Regions from separate parts of the Mus musculus genome. Here region 1 is linked to region 2. Evidence: chromatin contacts called from public promoter capture Hi-C data. All regions are on one chromosome and are shown on one strand. Each heading gives the region's core, a stretch centred on a gene start, on an enhancer-like site or on the middle of the called end of the contact. The rest is flanking DNA. Distances are from core to core; before and after follow the strand shown. Region 1 holds the start of Lpin3 (lipin 3). Region 2 has its middle 19 kb from the start of Top1.

Region 1 (2,700 bases), core at 169-2,668, 260 kb before region 2:
ATATAGGCCTTAAGTCAGACTCATCTCACCTAGACTCCCACTCTCTTGGGCTTCGGGTACCTCTAAGTAAAATCCTACCCCTACCCCACAAACACCCCTAAGGAAACCTTTTTGACTTTTTTCTTCCATGACTGTCCTACTGTTTAGGCTAAGTACTAGAGACTCAGATTATTGATGGCAGCAAAGCACTGTGGGTAAGAACACCACAGTGGCTGAGTTCTAATCTATACTTTGCCCCTTCCCAGGGCAAAATGCTTCATTTATCTGAGGTTTTCTTTTTAAGTATTTTTGTTTTAATTTTTTTTCTGTGCATTGGTGCTTTGCCTGCATCTATGTCTATGTGAGGGTGTCAGACCCCAGAACTGGAATTACAGATGTGAGCTGCCATGTGGTTGCTGGGAATTGAACCCGGGTTCTCTAGAAGAGCAACCAGTGCTCTTAACTCTGAGCCATCTCTCCAGTCCCTATTTATCTGAGCCTTCGTTCCAGCTTCTTTAAGTGGAGATAGTATCAGGCAGGGATGAGTACCCGCTGAGATAATTTGGATACAGCCCTGTTGTACAGTAGGTGTTATGCCTGTGTGTGACATCTAGCAGAGACACCAGCATCGTGACTTTTCCACACTCACTCAGGCTGTGGGCTGTGCAGTAGGCCAGTCTCTACTTGCAGTTAACAGTTTAGACACAGTAGGCTGCCACCCAACACCATGACCAGTGGGAACCTCACTATTTACAAAATAGAAAGGTGAACTCCAGGCTTTGTGGAGTACCTTGTTCAAGCCAGGCTAGATATATCCTCAAAGTTCTAGGGCTAGCTTGTCTCTACCACAGGGAAGCCAAACCAAGGTCCTCTGGACTCTTGGGACCCCAGATATTGAGATGGGGGAGTTATGGAGTGGGGATGACTTTCCAACTGCCACCAAAGAGAGTAGGGGTATAAGGAGGGGCCCTTATACCAGGGAAGCGGTCTACCGCTAAGTTACAATTCCCCAGCATTGGGAAACTGCCGCTTCAGTTCCCCTCATTGACAGGCAAGACAGGCCAGACAAGGGCCAGGGACACTCTTTGCAACTGAGGACTCTTATTACCAAGGACACGCCGCCAGTCTTGGGAAGCCTCTCTAAAAGGTTCTGGCATTCCTCTCTAGCTTCCTAGTCCTGGCTATCCAGGGAGCTCGCAGGGGAAGGGGCAGGAAGTGAAGCCAGCCTTCCCCTACTCTTTCCCTAGCTCCCTGTGGTCTCTGTCCCTTGACGTGAAAATGAGATAGAACAGAGTGGAAGAAAAACATATTTTGTTTTCCTATGGGCTAGGTTTCTACGTTGAAACTTCCCTCCCGAGGACCACTGAGACCCAGAAACGCCGCCTCTACCTGTACGCAGAGGTTCCACAGGTAAGGGTCCAGGTCCCGGCACTTCCGCTTTCTCTGAGACCCGGTGAGATCCGGTCTCCACTCCTTCCACCAACCAGGTGCGGCTCTCACTGTTCCCGGTCAGTCCAGGCTCCACCCTTCACTTCGAGAAGACCCCGCCCCCGTCCCGTGGTCCCACTCCAGGGCGCCCTTTTTCCTATGGGGAGCAACAGACTTCGGGGCTCTGACTCGTTCCCAGCCACACCCGTGGCCACACCAGCTGTCACGACAGGAGCACGAAAGACGTACGGACTTTAGAACCGCGTCTACCTACGTCCTGTTCCTTACTACCTGCCTCTGTGACCTTGAGCGAATCTCCCACGGATACCAGAGGAAAGCTACTTGTAAGATTTGACGGAGAACACGAATATCTTTGTCGAGGGCTTGGCGCTTGTATTTCCCATCCCGGGAACAGCGTTTCTTGATCCTCCACACCCCCTTTCTAGCCGAGGTCTAACTACCTATATGCTCACAGTTGGAATGTCTTATTTGCTCAGTTAATGTCAGTCTTGTTTGTTTTTGCATACTGACATCAAAACTCGGTGGTACACGCAAAGAGATCTACCACCGTTACACCACCCAGCTTCAACCGAGCTTGAACGCCTTTAAGAACGGACCACCTTCATACGCTCAGTGCTATTGCAAACCTGCTCAGTCATCTATCAGACACTTTAGCGAGTGGGCAGTGCGCTTAATACTACCACGGGCCAGCAGAGGGCAGATGGTGACCAGTCTTCTCACCCAATCACACTTTCTCACCACCCAACACTCTCAAGAGCAAGACAAGTGAGCAGATTTGTAGGCAATAAACCCAAGGGGCCAGCCAGGAATGACTTTGAATCCCTGACTCAGAGACCTCTCCGACTACCTGTATGGATGATCCCTGCAAACAAGATGTGCTGGAAAACATGAGACGCTGAAGGCGTTTGTTCGAAAAAGCACACACGGTCAGGCTTTGCCTAAAAGATGGCTCATTCAACCCAGCACGGTGGCGCACACCTTTATACCAACACTGGGAGGCAGGGGCAGGCAGATGCCAGAGTTTCAAGGTAAGATGTCCTTCAGAGGTAGTTCTGGGACAGCCAGGGAGACCCATAAAAACCCTGTCTGGAAAAAACAAAACTAACAGACAGACACACAAACAAAAATGGTTCAGCCAGTAAAGGTGCTTGCTTCTGAGTTGAATAACCGTAATCCACACTTACAAGGTATCTCGGGCAGGCTGTGAAGCCATCGTACACGCTGTATACACTCCAAATCAGTGGTTCTCAAACTTCCTAATGCTGTGACCTG
Region 2 (2,700 bases), core at 16-2,515:
AAACTCAGAGATCTGCCTGCCTCTGCCTGCCTCTGCCTACGGAGGTTTGTTGTTGTTGAATTGTACTTATTTATTCTGTGGCTGGCTTCTTTCTCTGAGCATAGTGTGCTACCTTTAATCCTTCTATGTGGGTACCTACTTCTGATGTGTCAAGCAGGGTAGCAAGAGAACCCCAGCCAGGGTCTTTGTTATCATTCCTGCCTCAGTTCTCCAGCTTCGCACCTGCCCATTAACTCACTCAGACTTTAATCAAAAGCCCCCCCAACCCCCCAACCGCACCGTGAACCTTCTCTGAGCTCCACGACAGCTGAGCTAACTCCTATCTCATTCCCCTATAAGCTCCCCTCTATGCTTGCTTCTTTCTCTAAGCCTTCTGTTTTCTTTGTCCTGGGTTCTCGGACTTAGCTATTTCCATCCATGCATGAGTGTGGGCCTCTTGTCTCATCTGCTCCTCCCCCCCCCCGCCCCCACTCCTTTTTTTTTTTTTTTTTTTTGGTTAAGTAATTTTAAGATGTGTTTATACATGTGTGTGTATAGTCAGATCCTCTGATACTGTGATATGCTATGGGCCATCTTCCTCCCAGTGCATGATATGCCTAACCATAGCACTTTGCATACACAAACACATGTCTCTGGAGTCAGAGCCCCATCTCTGAGGTGGGGATGTCTCTCCTGTTTCTCTCCCCTCTGGATTTCTGGTTGCTGCTGGCTCTCCACATAGTCTTCCTCAGCTCGTTTCAGAAACCAGAAGTTTCTTCTTCTCATATTATCAACAGTTATTTGCAAACAAACGATAATGCTTTGGTGATGGGTTTCTCGCTCTGCCACTCAAGCTGGCTATGCTTTTCTCAGGTCTCCTGTCTCAGGCTCCTTAGTCACTGTGCACCTGGCTACACTCAGCTGTACATAGTTTATGCATCAGTTGACTTGACCCCAAGAGGAACTATTACAGTCTCAATCTTACAGATGAGAGAACTACGGGCTTCTTGCTTTGTTGGTGCCTCCTAGTTCCAAGTCAACAGTTTCTCTCTTCTACATAATAGAAGTGACCTATTAAGGGCTGATTTTTGTGACCTCTCGTTTTTTACCTCCTGAAACCTGCCATCTCCCTACCCCAGCCCCTCACGCTATGAAGTCATCCTTGTTATTTTTTAACTGCTGTTATCTGTGATTGGCCCCATGTCCACATCGCTCTACCCACACTGCTCTGGCACCCTCTCTTTACCCAAGCCAAACGTCGACTGACCACAGGTGGCTTTTTTGCTTGAGCACGTATGAGCTATGGCAGGGTTTCACTTCCCCTTCCATTCTCAGCCCAGCTTTGTTGGCCTCTGTGATTCTTGCTTGCCCTAACTGGGACATAGCAAACCTCACAGTGGGCCTGGGCATTTCTGGTTCCCAAATCACAACTGACATCCAAGAAGGAAGAAGACGGCTAAGTGCCTTGTTCTGTTCTAGAGCCTATGATAGTCATGGCGACACAGAATGCAATTCTGAAAGGCCTCAGCTTCTAGGTACATCCAAGTGCCTTTTTGGGGGGGGGGGGGGTTGGTTTTTTGAGACAGGGTTTCTCTGTATAGCCCTGGCTGTCCTGGAACTCAATCTGAAGACCAGGCTGGCCTCGAACTCAGAAATCCACCTGCCTCTGCCTCCCGAGTGCTGGGATTAAAGGCATGTGCCACCAGGCCCGGCTCCAAGTGCCCTTCTTATGGGCTCCTGATGTTGTAATTGGCTTAATTCTCTCCTCTCTCTGGATTTTGATGGTTGAGGACCTTTCTGCAGCACAGCTGACCTTTAGCTGCCCTTTGGCCAGCAACATACTGCTCAGACTCTGTATGGGAAAATCACCTGCCCTATGTCTTCCGCAGCTCAAATCTCAGACTAGCCCAAAATGTTTTACTTGGGTTTATCACCCATAATTTTTTCTCTCTCTCAGCTGGATAGTGCAGTATATCATCGCAAAAGCAATTTATGAAAGTCTTTCAACACGAAATATGAAAAAATGCAAATAAAAATGGGATCCAGATGGGGAGATGGTCTGGTGACCTTAACTCAATCCCTGCTACCCCCACAAAAAGCCAGATAGATATATGAGGCCAGTACTCTGTAGAGGTGGGAGGGTCTCTATGATTGAGGCCAGCCTAGTCTATATGGTAAACTCTGAGACAGCCAGGATTACACAGACAGACCTAGTCTCAATACAAGAAAAATTAAAAAGCCAGCCATGATGGTACACATAGGTAATACCCATGGTAAACAGGGGGATCAAACAACTCTCAGGCCAGTGTGCAGCCTGGGGTCAGAAATAGTCAAGAGAGACCCTGCTTTAGAAGCACAATAGTGTGGGCCTTTTCTTAAGAACACAGTATATGTCGGGTATAGAGGCACATGTCTTTAATCTGAGCACTCAGGAGGCAGAGGCAGATAGACTTTTGAGGCCAGCCAGGTGGTCGTGGCTCACACCTTTAATCCCAGCACCTGGGAGGTAGAGGCAAGTGGATCTTGGAGTTCAAGGCCAGCCTGATCTACAGAGTGAATTCCAGATGGCCAGAGCTACACAGAGAAACCCTATCTCAAAATGAAACAAACCAAAATGGGAGGAAAGAAGAGAACTAACATCCTAAAAAACTATTCTCTGTGCCGCAGTATACATGCACCTATGCCACGCACACACACACACACACACAATGTACAAGTCGA

The links. Promoter capture Hi-C pulls out the DNA fragments that hold promoters and counts their contacts.
Region 1: a contact with region 2 is called in a promoter capture Hi-C map of hematopoietic stem and progenitor cells. The contact joins the promoter of Lpin3 here to the enhancer-like site in region 2. A contact is called at or near these places in 19 of 39 promoter capture datasets (the 3T3-L1 cell line, 3T3-L1-derived adipocytes, the C10 cell line and 13 more), 4 of 484 Hi-C or Micro-C datasets (Sertoli cells, bone marrow-derived macrophages, cerebral cortex and 1 more), 20 of 115 datasets of contacts at active chromatin or transcription factors (the SCID.adh cell line, bone marrow-derived macrophages, cardiomyocytes and 13 more) and 5 of 9 other capture datasets (adipose tissue, embryonic stem cells, liver and 2 more).

Annotation. Positions count from the first base shown.
Region 1 is chr2:160,886,886-160,889,585 of GRCm38.p6, reverse strand. Lpin3 (lipin 3) reads right to left here and starts at 1,418. Exons shown (of 20, transcript NM_001199118.1): 1 at 1,369-1,418.
Region 2 is chr2:160,625,981-160,628,680 of GRCm38.p6, reverse strand. No RefSeq gene overlaps it. Among named protein-coding and RNA genes, the nearest start is that of Top1, 19 kb to the left of the region's middle. Within about 2 kb of position 1,265, at least 57 of the 459 cell types and tissues checked have an H3K27ac peak or open chromatin away from gene starts, as enhancers often do. A contact at or near this core is called in bone marrow-derived macrophages, hematopoietic stem and progenitor cells and microglia, where this site is marked.